Linked DNA regions of Mus musculus: all the other regions are linked to region 1. The links are chromatin contacts, called in public HiChIP or PLAC-seq, Micro-C and promoter capture Hi-C maps. All regions are on one chromosome and are shown on one strand. The core of a region is the stretch at or near the end of the contact, and the rest is flanking DNA. Distances in the headings are between cores, read along the strand shown. Region 1 holds the start of Smoc1 (SPARC related modular calcium binding 1). Region 2 has its middle 38 kb from the start of Ttc9. Region 3 holds the start of Med6 (mediator complex subunit 6). Region 4 holds the start of Ttc9 (tetratricopeptide repeat domain 9). Region 5 holds the start of Map3k9 (mitogen-activated protein kinase kinase kinase 9).

Evidence for each region. Promoter capture Hi-C pulls out the DNA fragments that hold promoters and counts their contacts. A called contact is a pair of places that touch in the nucleus more often than the background predicts. HiChIP or PLAC-seq counts read pairs in DNA pulled down with a chosen protein or histone mark.
Region 2: a contact with region 1 is called in an H3K27ac HiChIP or PLAC-seq map of embryonic stem cells, with 2.4 times the contacts expected there. The contact joins the enhancer-like site here to the promoter of Smoc1 in region 1. A contact is called at or near these places in 3 of 39 promoter capture datasets (the 3T3-L1 cell line, the C10 cell line and hippocampal neurons), 4 of 115 datasets of contacts at active chromatin or transcription factors (all in embryonic stem cells) and 1 of 9 other capture datasets (embryonic stem cells).
Region 3: a contact with region 1 is called in a promoter capture Hi-C map of hippocampal neurons, with 4 times the contacts expected there. The contact joins the promoter of Med6 here to the promoter of Smoc1 in region 1. A contact is called at or near these places in 5 of 39 promoter capture datasets (cranial neural crest, embryonic stem cells, frontonasal cranial neural crest and 2 more) and 3 of 115 datasets of contacts at active chromatin or transcription factors (embryonic stem cells and stem cell-derived neural progenitor cells).
Region 4: a promoter capture Hi-C map of liver shows a contact between it and region 1, with 3 times the contacts expected there. The contact joins the promoter of Ttc9 here to the promoter of Smoc1 in region 1. A contact is called at or near these places in 9 of 39 promoter capture datasets (the 3T3-L1 cell line, the C10 cell line, HPC-7-derived erythroid cells and 4 more), 1 of 484 Hi-C or Micro-C datasets (embryonic stem cells), 4 of 115 datasets of contacts at active chromatin or transcription factors (embryonic stem cells, forebrain and stem cell-derived neural progenitor cells) and 1 of 9 other capture datasets (embryonic stem cells).
Region 5: a Micro-C map of embryonic stem cells shows a contact between it and region 1, with 4 times the contacts expected there. The contact joins the promoter of Map3k9 here to the promoter of Smoc1 in region 1. A contact is called at or near these places in 14 of 39 promoter capture datasets (the 3T3-L1 cell line, the C10 cell line, the HPC-7 cell line and 8 more), 1 of 15 datasets of contacts at CTCF or cohesin (embryonic stem cells), 1 of 484 Hi-C or Micro-C datasets (embryonic stem cells) and 6 of 115 datasets of contacts at active chromatin or transcription factors (embryonic forebrain, embryonic stem cells and stem cell-derived neural progenitor cells).

Annotation. Positions count from the first base shown.
Region 1 is chr12:81,025,515-81,028,214 of GRCm38.p6, forward strand. It overlaps Smoc1 (SPARC related modular calcium binding 1), which reads left to right and starts at 1,294. Exons shown (of 13, transcript NM_022316.2): 1 at 1,294-1,644. The coding sequence starts at 1,549.
Region 2 is chr12:81,668,323-81,671,030 of GRCm38.p6, forward strand. No RefSeq gene overlaps it. Among named protein-coding and RNA genes, the nearest start is that of Ttc9, 38 kb to the left of the region's middle. Within about 2 kb of position 1,444, at least 34 of the 459 cell types and tissues checked have an H3K27ac peak or open chromatin away from gene starts, as enhancers often do.
Region 3 is chr12:81,593,583-81,596,282 of GRCm38.p6, forward strand. It overlaps Med6 (mediator complex subunit 6), which reads right to left and starts at 1,426. Exons shown (of 8, transcript NM_001347384.1): 1 at 1,358-1,426. The coding sequence starts at 1,379.
Region 4 is chr12:81,629,804-81,632,503 of GRCm38.p6, forward strand. Ttc9 (tetratricopeptide repeat domain 9) reads left to right here and starts at 1,446. Exons shown (of 3, transcript NM_001033149.3): 1 at 1,446-1,998. The coding sequence starts at 1,602.
Region 5 is chr12:81,779,856-81,782,555 of GRCm38.p6, forward strand. It overlaps Map3k9 (mitogen-activated protein kinase kinase kinase 9), which reads right to left and starts at 1,315. Exons shown (of 11, transcript NM_001174107.1): 1 at 635-1,315. The coding sequence starts at 1,019. It overlaps Gm46366 (a long non-coding RNA gene), which reads right to left. Exons shown (of 3, transcript XR_001780649.2): 3 at 2,165-2,694.

The sequences.
Region 1 (2,700 bases), core at 44-2,543:
CTTATAATCGAGAAGAGAAGCTGGAAGGGAGCAGAGCTAATCTTTGTCAGGACCTCTCAGGGCAGTCAGGGAGCTGTGAAACCTGGGCTTTATTTCAATCTGGTTAGAGAAATGGATCTTTCTTCACGAAGGGACGGGCCTGGACCGGTGGAAATCAAGCACGAAGAGTTGTGTTCCACTTTTGGAGATAATCACGGGTCTCTTGCGGGGAAGGCAGCAGACACTTTGTTGGGTTGAAGTGAGTGTGTGTGATGCGATGTAGCTGTTACCATTTTCAGGGTGGCCTCTTGGACCACTATGGAAAGAGCTCTAGCACCTGATAGGCCTGCTTAGAGCTGACCTATACAATCCAGGCTTGGGCTCCCAGGAAATTGCTCCTTGGAGGTCTCTAGGATATCTGTGCTCACAGAACACTCCTCCATCTCCTCCATTCATAACTTTCCTCCTCCCAATATGGGACCAGGATTCCTGGGACTGCCCTCTCCTCCCCGGCCTCCGCCCCAGCGTTGTTAGGCCACAGAGAAGCTGCTCCTGTGTTCTTTAAGTTCAGACTGATTAGCCAAGATGCCCGGGTTCTGACCGCAGGTCACATGGACCATAGGGCCATAGGGGTAGTTTACTGGACCCTCGGGGGACCCACCTTAGGCTGCTTCGGTTCGCCTCCGTCAGAATTATCTCAGGCAGCCGCTGTGGAACTTGGGTGTCACCCGTAAGGAGATTTTTTTTTTCTTTTTGAAATAAATGAATACCTCTTCCCGTAGGTCGCAGCTCACTCTGTGGGCCGCACCTGGTGGTTCCCCAGGTTGCCCTTGATTTTGCGGCCTCCGGGAAACATTTCTCAAGGACTTTGGGTCATTTGGAGCTATTTTCCCTGCCTGCTTCATGGAGCTGTTGCGACAACTCAAGCCTAAGAACTAACACACGATAAGTGTGTAAGGCTTCTTTACTATCCAGGTGACCATTCAGGAGGGACTGAGGCTGCTGGAGCGCGCGGAGGTTCCCAGCGAGGACTTGCTGAGAAAAAGTTACTCTTTATCCCAGCCTCTGCTGGAGCCCACTGTGGCCGGGAAGCCAGTGTAGCTCCTGGGGGGGTGGGGGGTGGGGGTGGGGGTGGGGGTGGGGGTGGGGGTGGGGTGGGGTACTGACCACGAACCGCCCCTCTCATCTCTCTCCCATTGGCTTCCACCTGCCGGAGGGTCGGCTGCTACAGGCCTCTCGACCCGTCAGTCAGCCTCTCCGGGCCCCGCCCCTCCCCTCCCGGGGTTTATAACGGGAATTCCCATGGCCCGAGCTCCCGCATCCAACCTGCTGTCGCCGCGGCCACGCCGAGCGCAGCAGGCGCCACGCGCAGAGCACACGCTCGCACTCCAGCTCCGGGCCTCCGCCGTTCATGACCGTGACCCCGGGCGCAGGCTCCTCCAGCCCCTGCCGCTGGCTCTTCGGCCACTCCCAGCTGCTGCAAGGGTCCCCACCTCCCCAAGTGCTTTGAAGCTAGCCTGAGCCCCCCTGCCCGCTGCCCGCTCGTGGCTGCCCGGCTCCGCTGGCACCATGCTGCCCGCGCGCGTCCGTCTGCTCACGCCCCACTTGCTGCTCGTGTTGGTGCAGCTGTCCCCGGCCGGCGGCCACCGCACCACCGGCCCCAGGGTAAGTGCGTCTCCCAGCTGCGCGCGCCCACCTGCGCTTGGCCGCTCATCTACAGGAGGGGGAAGGGAGGTGTCAGACCTTGTCCTCGACTTTACCGTCTAGTCCCTTGCAGGCCTCTTGGAGAAGTTGCTGAAATAAAATTTCATTGCCCCCCTCCTTCCCCGCCTTTTCTTGTAGCACTGACTCCCCACGACCTGTCACCGGTGGGTTTTCTTTCTCGAACTTCTCCTGAGGTTTTTCTCCTGGGCCTCCTAGGTCGGTGGGATCTCGGCCTTGGCTGGAGCAGAGTTTCCCTATGTTGTCGCTGCACCAGTCCCTCGAGCTGGCTTTCTTGGCAGGCAGAGGGTGTGTGTGTGTGTGTGTGTGTGTGTGTAGAAGGGGCGGGGGGGGGCACTCTGCCTAGAGAGTTTTAGGTTACCCGCGAGCCACACAAGGACCTTGTGTTGTTGTTGTTTTAAAAAGCAATCGCTGCTCGTAAAACCCACAGCAGATAATTTTAATGCCCCCCTCCTGCTGGCCTGGCCCTGGAGGAGTGGCAGGGGTAGGGAGCCGTGGAGAAGTTCGGAAGAACTTCTCCCCTGGGTTGGATCGGTTGAACCTTGATCTGATTGGAGTTTCTGAACCACACGAAATGTGCCAATTCTGTGCACAGGACGGGTTGTCCAGGGCATTGTAAAAAAAACGGGAACCAGCAGCACCGTGCTCATTTCTGGTCTAGATTATTGTTCTCCCTGCTCCCTCCTAATGGTCTAATAAAGAATTTCACTGCCTTAAAAATGTATTTGTTAAACCACCTAGAGGTTCCTTTGGCAACACGTAAGGGAGGCAGTCTCTGGGCAAGGATCAGGGTCAGTAAGATCAGAAGCCGGACCTCTGGGTAGCAGCTTGCCCGCTCCCATTCTGCGAGAATCTCTCTGGGAAAATAGCAAGGATTTGACTTCTGAGCAAATGAAGTTGGCTTCTCCACCAAATTGTGCTTTCTTCCCTGGATATCCTCTGGCCCCATTTCCTGGATGGCTAGCCCCATTACCACCTGTTCCCATAGCAGCTTCTTTA
Region 2 (2,708 bases), core at 194-2,693, 640 kb after region 1:
AACTTCCTGCATAACTCAGGTTGGCAGGGAAGCTGTGTGCCCCAGCTCTTGCTTTCCAAACTACTATAATCGCTTGAGCTTTTTAAAAGTGCATGCTCTCAGGCTCAGCCTCGGACCCAATGAACCAGATACCCAGGGATAATGCCCAGCATGGTGAGTGGGTAAGCTAGGGACCAGCTCTCACAGAATGGCAGACTCCCTCCAGCATCACTCCTGCAGGCACCCGGCCCAGTCACTTCAGAGCACGTGACCTCTTACAGTGGACAAGTGAAGCTTTGTCAGAGTGCTCACTGAACAGACTTGTGGTTGTGTGACACAGAGGTAGTTACTTTCTGACTCATTTTCCTAATTTACGTAGAAGGGCGTGAGGATTAAGAAACGACTGGTGCCGGGCAGTGGTGGCACACGTCTTTAATCCCACCATTTGGGAGGCAGAAGCAGGCGGATTTCTGAGTTCCAGCCTGGTCTACAGAGTGAGTCCCAGCACAGCCAGGGCTACACAGAGAAACCCTGTCTTGAAAAACCAAAAAGAAAAAAAAAAAAAAAAGAAACGAAAGGAAAAGGAATAAATGGCTCGCAGCTACTGTCTGCTACAGAGTAAGCACAGAATAAACTACTATTTCCTCGCCCACCCTCCTCAGCCTCAATTTCCCTCACTTACAGTGTGATGACACCTCTGTGCCTGCCCTCCCTGTTCTCACACTCGGTTCTCTAAAAGCCCTTGTGCAGCTCTGGTCAGTGGTACAAGCTTTTGGGAAGGGTGGCAGGAAACAGGCTGAGCCCTATGTGGCACTGTCTTGCCCTCTCCTCAGCAATCAACGGGAAACATTCTGATGGTTTTCAAGGCCCACTGCCCTCTGGTCACATCCAAAGAGCAACACAGTTTTCTTCCTGACAATCCACCCAAGAGGACAGGCAGCCTCCATGATGCAAGGAGGAAGCAAGTATTGGGAAATAGAAGGAAAAGTAGCCACTTGACTTCTGGTGACCTTGGTATTCCCATCACGTGACCGTGGTGCTGCAGTTTTGATGAAGATGTTCCACCCTCTGTATCCAGTGCCACAGCAGCCTGGGGGGCAGGGAGAGGGCAGGTGGTGGAGGCGGAGAAGATGCTCTCTGTCCATCAGGCATGGTATAGTTCAAATTACCGAGTCAGCATGAAAAGTCCCACTCTAAATGGACTGAAATTGGATTCTATTAAAAACCGCATGCAGCAAGGCCTTTGGCTATTAATACTTGCTAAGACATAGGAGAGAGAGTGGAGGCGTTTGGCCTCTGAAGAAGGTTGGGACTCAGCTGCTGTGGAATAGCTTGTGTGGAAGGAGGCCTACATTGCCCTGGTTTAAAGGTCTCTAAGAATGGTAAGAGTGGAAGGAAGCTTGAGGTGAAATCACCATACCCTCTCATATACGACTGGTCAAATCCAGTCTGGTGACCTACTGAAGGCCACACAGCTTGGAAGTTCTTCAACCAGAACAGGAACTGGGGCCAGTTTGCTCACGACAAACAATACTCTTTCCCCTAAGCCAAAACTGACTCACAAAACCCTTAACTTAAGAAACACATATTTTTTTATTAGGTATTTTCCTCATTTACATTTCCAATGCTATCCCAAAAGTCCCCTATACCCTTCCCCCCCCACTCCCCTACCCACCCACTCCCACTTTTTGGCCCTGGCGTTCCCCTGTACTGGGGCATATAAAGTTTGCATGTCCAATGGGCCTCTCTTTGCAGTGATAGCCGACTAGGCCATCTTTTGATACATATGCAGCTAGAGTCAAGAGCTCCGGGGTACTGGTTAGTTCATATTGTTGTTCCACCTATAGGGTTGTAGTTCCCTTTAGCTCCTTGGGTACTTTCTCTAGTTCCTCCATTGGAGGCCCTGTGATCCATCCTATAGCTGACTGTGAGCATCCACTTATGAAGAAACACATATTTTAATGTTATGAGTCGTTTTGTTCTAAAGAAAGTAGGGACATCATATTCAATCCACTCAGTAACTGTCCCCAATGTGCTCAGCAGAAGGGTGTACCATGGTTAGCAAGACATGTCCGCTGCCTGCAAGAGGATACCAGCAAGAATGGAAAGTAAGCAATACCAGTTCCATGTAGTGAGTGTCACCAAAGACTCTGGGGCACACATAAAAGGGAACGTCTATACCAGTCCTGAGGGAGCAGGAAGGCTTCTTCCCTGGAGTAAAAGAGAGATGTGTAAAGTCAGATCCTGCTCAATGACAATCTCAGTCTCCTTTCCTGGCTATGACTCTAAAAAGATGTCGGAAAGTATTGCACTGTCTTCCTGCCTCTTTCCTGGTTGCTCATGCCTGGAATCAAGCAATGCTGGCTCTTTGTTGCCTTTCTAGGACCAAGAGCCAAGAGATCACGAAAGACTCTCCAGTTGTGTTTGACCAAGTATTTCAGGTAGCTGTTTGTGTGTCTTTGAACGTAGGAGAGACTTAAGACTTCCACAGCTAGGAAGGTGGCTCAGCCAATAGAATTGCTGAGTTCAGATCTTCAGCACCACTACGGTGCTCTTCTTGGGGACCCAAGTGTGGCTCACAACCACTTATGACTTCACTTCCAGGAGCTCCAATACCCTCTTCTGGCCTCAGAAGACACATACACACAGAGAGACAGAGACAGAGAGATCCTCTTTTAAATAAAGTAAATATTACTAAAAGAAATAAAGGGCCCACATCTCCTGCTTTC
Region 3 (2,700 bases), core at 176-2,675, 570 kb after region 1:
GCAAGTACACTGTGGCTATCTTCAGACAGACCAGAAAAGGGCATCAGATCCCATTACAGATGGTTGTGAGCCACCATGTGGTTGGTGGAATTTGAACTCAGGATCTCTGAAGAGCAATCAGTACTCTTAACCCGCTAAGCCATCTCTCTAGCCCCCTTATTACTAATTCTTATTCCATAACCAGAATCACAGATAATCTGCTCCCACTAAATTGTGAGTTTTTATTCATCAGGAATGAGCATAATAATCACTAAATGCTTCCAATCCATGCCTGAAGGTCAAGGCAAGTATGACTTACTTTATTATTCACAGATCTCAATCAATTTAAACAGCCTCATGTATCCATGGACATTCATCTACAAAAACTGAAATGAAAAGTCAAGTCTGAAAATAAAAGGTAAGTTGTGATCACTTCATAAACAGAATATACCAAAAACCAAGCAGATTTAACCTTCTCACTAATGCAGTCATCACTCTTCCAAGCTACCTCTAATTTCTGTCCATCCCAGAAAAGCCCTGGTTTCGTTTTGTTTTCCTTTTTTTGTTTCTAATTCTATCCCTGACTTTTACACTACTGTCAGCAGCTAAAATGATCTAGTAAAGAAATGCGTAAATGAAAAAAAAAAAAGACAAAGTCAGAATATGCCGTCCCTGTTGACTGTTCTCTCACATTTATCTTTCCAGATCTTCTCTTCTACATCTCCTCCCTATGCCAGCTTCTCTGCCATTCCTCTAAACACCAGACACATTACAATTACGCTAACAAATCTAAGTAATAAGCAATCCACTATGTACATGTATGAAATTGCCAAGAGGAAGAATGAAATATACACAAGCAAAAACAAACTGCTAAACAAAATGCTACCCGACCAAGAAGCTAGTAAGAGGTTGAGTCTCCATTCATTTATTTATTCTTACTCAATGAAAATATACCTCTACTGCTCAGCTTGCCGAAGGCAACCACTGAATGAATGATAAGTGAAAGGTATTATAGGCTAAAATTTAAAATTATTAATAAGAAGACGGGGATTTCTGTCCGGGGACCCATAAGGTGGGATCAGCCCTTATCTTATTCCACTTCTCTCTTCCGAAAAGCTATCCCTTCGCCCCGACATAACGCCCAGCATTGTGAGAGAAACCCCTAAATTGTTTCTAGTTTTTCCGCATCTACCCTTTTAAAGAGACTCGTCAGAAAACGGGAAAGCGCGACCCCTTTTCGTTAGATTAGAGCCTTAGGGTATCCAGGAGCCACTCAGAAGAACTTGAGAGACCTCACAAAAGAGGGTAACGCTGACTTCCGCAAGCTATGAAACCCCAGTAAACCACAATCTGGTAAGGGGAGCATAAAATTAATTACCTCGGATATCCACCGCCGCCATAATTCCAAAAGCGCTATAAGAGCCTCCTTCCGGCGCACAGTAAAGGCGATGACTACCGCGACGGAAGCGGAGGCTGCCGGCCGTACGGTTAGCGGGGAGGTCAAAAGTATTCACGCGGAGCGCGGCGGCAGGAAAAAAAAAAAGTGTTTGGGGGCGGGGATGAGACCTAAAGTGGGTGGAGCCGGGTTGAGCTTTGGTCGTTGGACACGGGCGGGAAAGAAGAAGGCGTGTCACAGGGTGGCGGCGGGGAGGGGAGGGGATTGGGACACGCAGAAGGATGGCGCAGGGAAGGCGGGGCCTGTAGACCTGTGGAGTAAGAAGATAAAGAATGACCCCCTCGCTTAGATGCCAAACTGCAGCTGGCAGAGGTTGTAGTAACAGAGCCAGAACAAAACAAACAAACAAAAAATAAGCAAAGCGTTAGGCCCAAACAGTGGGGAAAGTAATTTCATTTACAAGTAAAGAGGTTAAACAGAGCGCTGCCTCGTGCTCACTACTAACATTCTAAAATTCTCTAAACCAAGGCTTTCACTTGTAATCCCATCTCTCAGGAGGCAGAGCCAAGTGCATAACAAATTTGGGGCCAGCCTGGACTACACACAGAGACAGTATTTTTAAAAACCTCATGAGTATAAAAACAAACTGTTAGACTTAGGAGCTCCGTTTTTCACCTTATCTCAAGCAGAGAAAATCAAGAGACTTTGTTATTCCTGTTATTGAACCAACTAAAAACCTAAACCAGTTAAAAACCTGTAGCATTTTATGACTAAATTTCAAGAGATAGGAAGGGAATTCAGGGGTGAATTATTAACAAGATTAAAAAGAGAAAAGGAACTGGGCGTGGTGGCGCATGCCTTTAATCCCAGCCTGGTCTACAAAGTGAGTTCCAGGACAGCCAGGGCTATACAGAGAAACCCTGTCTCAAAATAAATAAATAAATAAATAAATAAATAAATAAATAAATAAATAAATAAATAAATCAATAAATAAATAAATCAATAAATAAAATTTTTAAATGAGAGAAAAGGAACGAAAAAACAACAACAAAAAAGAGAGAGAGAGAGAGAGAAGAGGAATTCCTTGAGTAGTGTCTAAACACTTGAAGGCAGGGAACAATTCTGTGATGTGAGGAAGCCATAGAAACCCACAACAGAACGTTCTGTCTCTAGTGTGGTTTTCTAAAAGCAAAATGATGGAGATGCTTACAAACAAGATACAGAAACTGAGAGGAGAACCCCAAAACCTGAAGGAAGGAACCTAAATTCACAAAACTAAGGACTACCTAGGCTCCCCCAGCATGTAACCAGAATCCACAAACAAG
Region 4 (2,700 bases), core at 196-2,695, 600 kb after region 1:
AATCTTGTTAAAGTGCAACTTCTGGGTCAGTGGGCTGGCAGTCTTGCACCCGGAGCACTTCTTGCAGGCTCATCAGTGATGCTCATTCTGCTGGTCCAAAACCTGAGTAGGAAGTTTTCACAGCACTGTCTCTGAGCTCCTCTTGGAGCTACAGAAGCACCGATTGCTGGATCCAAGGCTAGGGTCCTGTTTTAGACAATCTGGACTATGTCCTTAGAGCTTGCATATAATAATTTCCAGAAGATGTTGATGCTGCGGATCTGGGAAACACCCTTTGAAAATCACATTAAGAGCATCTTTTCGTTCCCTTAATATCACTAAAAATGTATCTATCCTCTTCATTGCCTATAAACCCAAATCCAAATGCTTTATTCAGAAACCCCTGGCATCCCTCTCACTTGGAAAGCCATAAAGTCAAACCTTTAGGCCTTAAATATGTCTGAGGTGTCCAACATTACAGCTCTGAGAGCTTTCTTGCTTTGTCTGGTATTTTACTCCTTCCCTGTGCCCATCCTTTGGGGGGTCTTCAAATGTTATTACCCTGTAAGGAATTCCCAGGGCTCCACAGCGCTTTCTGTGATTGCTAGTGGGAATTGTATCTTCCAGCAGTAAACTGGGTTCTTTTGGTGTGTGTGTGGTGGGGGGGGGGGGGCTGTAACTTGCCTATTTTCATCTGCCTGTGTGTGGCTCAGCCAATCTCCTGCATACAGCTGACACTCTCACTGACAGAGGGAAAGAAAGAAGGAGCCTCCCCAGGAAGGGTGCGTAACTGTCCAGTAATGGAAACTGGAACCCTGTGCCCGCCAAGCCTGATGACCAACAGTAACAGGTGTTTCCATCTCCGCTTCTGTGATTCATTCTGCATAGCTGCGCACGCACATAGCGTAAGCACACACAGTCTCCCGGAATACAACGCCAGGCACGCAGACGTGCACCCGGTGTCCTGGGCGCCCGGGAGACACACCTCAGCGACAACCTGGATCCACAAAAGCGAGGCTCTGCCACCTAAAATAGTAATGTCTTACTGCAAACAAAACAAGCAGTGGCACCTGCTTATTTTCCTTGCTCCCTGGCGCACCTTTCTCTTTAGTCCTAAAGAAAGCTATTGAGGTGACCCCCCCCCCTCCCAGTCCTTCCCATACACACACACCCCTCCCCCATAGCTTCTTTTGGCCACGGCGCGCCTCGGAAGGCTGGATGAATGGGAACCAGGGGGCCCTCTTTGTCGCTAATCTTCCCCTCCTTTGAGCAAGCCCAGCTTCTTCCGGGTCAGCGACAATCACCACCACCCCAGTCGGGCCCGTTGTCCCCTGCACCACGGCCAGGCTCGCACAGGGTCCGGTAGCCCGCGGGGACAGGTTGCGGGAGCAGAAAAGGGCGGGGACGAGGGCGGGCGCCGAGGGAACGGGGGAGGGAGCTGGGAGGGGAGCGATCGCAGGAGGAGGGAGCTGCCTCGGGCGGCTGGCGAAAAGGATGGGAGTGCGGGGCAAGCGCGCGGCGCCCAGGGTAACGGCCGCGGCAGAGTCTGCGGGGCGCGAAGCCAGCGCTCCGCGCTTTTAAAGCCCGGATCGCGACGCGCTCTAGGCGCGGGCGGCGGCCGGATGGAGAGGAAGGGCTTGGCGGCCCGATCCTCGGGGAACCCTAGCCCGCCTGCGCTGGGTGAGGGACCGCGGCCCGTGCCGCCGCCGTGCGTCCCGAGCGGCGGAGGAGCCCCGGAGCGGGGCCAGGCTGGAACGGCGGCCGAGCCCGCGGAGCTTATCCGGCGCGCACACGAGTTCAAGAGCCAAGGGGCGCAGTGCTACAAGGACAAGAAATTCCGCGAAGCCATCGGCAAATACCACCGGGCGTTGCTGGAGCTGAAGGGATTGCTGCCGTCACAAGAGGAGCGGGACGCACGGCCAGCCTCCTCGGCAGGGGTTCCCAAATCCAGCCGCCTCTCAGAGGAGCAGAGCAAGACGGTTGAAGCCATTGAGATCGACTGTTACAACAGCCTGGCAGGTAAGCCGCGCCCCGCCGCACCCCCTCCTCTCCTTCCCCGGGCCTCCAGGGGCCCCGCCCGGCCACGCGTCCCGTCCCCAGCTTTCCCAACCTAGTCTCTCTGGATCCCAGAGCGCCGCTGAGGCACACCGCGGTGCAGACTCCCTCCCGTGACAGTGGTGCTCTGGGGAGATCTGGGAGGGAGGCGCTTGAGAAAAAGTGTGACTTTCAAGATGATGTCTTCCAAAGGCCATAGTCATCTTGAGTCTCTTCCCTTGCAAACATGGTGAATCTTGCCTATAAATGACCGGGCAGACAGAGGGCGACCCAGCGGGCCTGTCAGCGACTGCTACTGCTCACTTGGGTTCAAACTGAAGAGATAGAAGAAGCCAGAGATACCGCACAAGCCATGGGCTCTAAGGCTAGCTCATGCACCTGTCTGTCTCACTCGGGTGTCACTGGCTTTAAAGTTGACCTATGTCTTCCCTTAAGTAACCAGATGGAAACAGGCCTTCCCTCAAGTTCTCCTGCCCCAGTAGCAAAGGGGATTTTTTTTTTTTTTCAGGATGTCCTGAGTAAAATGGATTCCAAAATGCTACTTTCTTCTCTCCGGGTCTTGCTCCAGCAGTCTCAGGGCTCTGAGTTCATGGTTGGTCCTTAGCCCTGCTGAATTCTTAGTCTCCTGCCTAAGGCTCTTCTGTTGGGCTGAAGGTGTACTTCCAT
Region 5 (2,700 bases), core at 65-2,564, 750 kb after region 1:
CTCCCTCTAATTATTTCTCCACTCATAACTTTGCCCCCTCCCCTTGTACACACCTTTCCTAACATAATATTCGGCAAGATTCCTCAGGGTACAACTTTGAAATACAGTACGAGAACCCAAGAAACCAACACGAGATTTCAAAGGCACCTGACTCCTGAGTTCACACACGCTTCCGGGACTTGTGAACCTGCCCAGGCAGGCGGGAGGCACCTCCACTCCTCTCTAGACAAATACCTTTAAGAGGCGGAGACAAGAAACAGAAAAGGTCCGCCGGGTCCTTGATTAGGGAACTAAGGTTACTGGTGACAGTAACCACCTGCTCTCCAAAACCCTTCCAGATCTGGAGGGGCACAAGGGGCGGGGGGGGCGGGGGGGGGTAAGGGGTTGGGACGTAAGGAGACTCCTGCTAGGGTTTCAAGAGTTGCTACTTGAGCGAGTCAGATGACGGTGAAGAAGCCCGGTGTTCCAGGCAGGGCCTGCGACTCTGGAGCTTCTGGGTAGCACCAGCTAAAGCCCCTGCAGCCAAAGTGCCCACCCATGCCCGGGCCAGTCGCTCCCCACTCGGGACTGCTCTTCGCCCATCCTTAGGCCTCAGCCCCCCGTCCCCACCGGGCACCGGTGCCCGCCTTCTTACGCTGAATGGGCGGGTAGCAGCTGGGGTCCTCGGCGCCCGGCTGGCAGCGGCTGGAGAAGGCGCTACGCGGGGTCACGTAGTTGCTGGGGAAGATGCCCACCCGCTGGTTCAGCTGTCCGGTCCACCAGCCCTCATCGCCGGACACCTGCGAGTCCTTGGACAGCACCTCTACCACATCGCCCAGCCGCAGGGTCAGCTCGTCCTCGCCCGCCGCCTCGTACTCGAACACAGCCGTCCAGTAGGGCAGCGCGGCGTGAGATCCCAGCTCGGCCGCCGCCTCCTCCTCGTCCTCCTCCTCTTCGGCCCCAGCGCCCGTGGCATCGTCCCCCGGCGGGGCGGCAGTGGCACTCGCCAGGCAGCCGAGAAGCGATCTGGAGGACTCCATGGAGCGGCTGGTCCATAGGGTGCGGGGCGGCCGCCCGCGGGAGCCGCCGCCGCCTATTGTTCATGCGGCTCGGCAGCGCTGGGGGCTCCGCGCCCCCGACGGCCGCCGCAGGTAGGGCCCGAGCAGGCTGGGCGCGCGAGAGTCGAGGACGCCCGGTGCGCACCGCGAGCGCGCACCGCGGACAGGGGCGCGGCGCAGTCCCGGCCGCCTGGCGCCCCCGCGGGCGGCCTCGCCCCTCGGCGGCTCCCACCTGCTCGTGCCGCCCGTGCCCGCCGCCCGCTGGCCGCTCCCTCCCCTCCCCGCCCCGTGCGCCCCGCCTCCCGCACGCCCGGGACCACCTGACGCGAGCCTGGCTCCGCCCCAGCCCTGCGGACCCGGGGGCGGGGCCTCCAGGATGGGCCCGCCTCCACAGCCAACCCATCCTCCCATTGGCCCGCCGCGGCTGTCCGTCTCCTGAGGGTGGCTGAGACCTCATTGGGTGGCTCCCGAAGGTGAGACCCAGCGTGCGTTCGGACAGTCCGAGCGGGCTGCGGAGCCCTCTGTCTTTTGTCCGCGCCGTTTGGTCCTACGGGCTGCGCCAATTCCCGGTTCAGATGGATCTGCTGTTCCCCTATTTGGCCACGGGGACCAGCTTACGTCCACTGTCGCCGCTACGCACACACTCACACCCCGGAACCTTATGGCTAGCGATGGAAGAACTCTTTCGATTGCTCTGCTGGCCTTAATGAAGACTGTGTTCATCTTTGTAAGAAGAAGTTCCTGGCCATTGTTATTAGAATTCCGAAAGGGGAGGTCTCCTAGTGGGGCTTCCGCAGGCTCGGGAAGTCATGCGGAACCAGCTAGTTTGCGCTTGCCTTGTGAAACTGGCTATATCTAGGACCCTGGTGACTGGATACCCAGTTTCCAAAGACTAAAGGAGTAAAGGCGGGTGCTGCCTGCCATTCTTGGGCAAGGGCTGACCTATGCTATGTCTTTTTGTTACCTGCCGCCACCACCCCCAAGGACCTTAACCTCTTTTACATGTTTTTAAGCCTGTCATAGCAATGGCTTCCATATTTCAGCCATGGTAACTACCAAACTGTATTTCCAAGACAGGCATTGATGTGATTTGTGTAACAAGAGTCAGTACTTCATTGTTTATTTGCTCATTTGTGGTTTTGAAGCAAGATCTTACTGGGTAGGCCATACTGGCCTCTCATTATCTCGCTGCCTCAACTGCCCAAGTCTTGGGATTACAGGCGTGTGCCAATGTGCCCCACCAGACCATTTTTGTTTCATTTTAATTTGAAGTTTAATATTAGGCAAACTGGAGCAATTTGAAAAAATAGCGAGGCAGCTACATGACCTTGGGCAGGTGCCATCTGTTTATCCTTGAAGTGAAGACCGTGGAGGGAAAAGCCTCCTGTGTTTTAGTTTTGGACATCCAGTGATTTGCAAGGGGCTGTGACTACATTGTAAAGGGAGACACTGTGCACATTTAAGGTCTTGGGAAAGGGATGAGATGGTACTGTTCAAGGAGCATCCAGACAGTCCTGGGGACGGAGATCCGGAAGTAAATCCCCTAACGCAGTCAAGTTTATAGGAGGGTCTAACATGTTCAATTCCTGGGAGGGTCAGTAAACTGGGAAATACATGCGTGAGTCTGGATAGATTCTCTTGATAGAAGCCACTCTGCCTACAA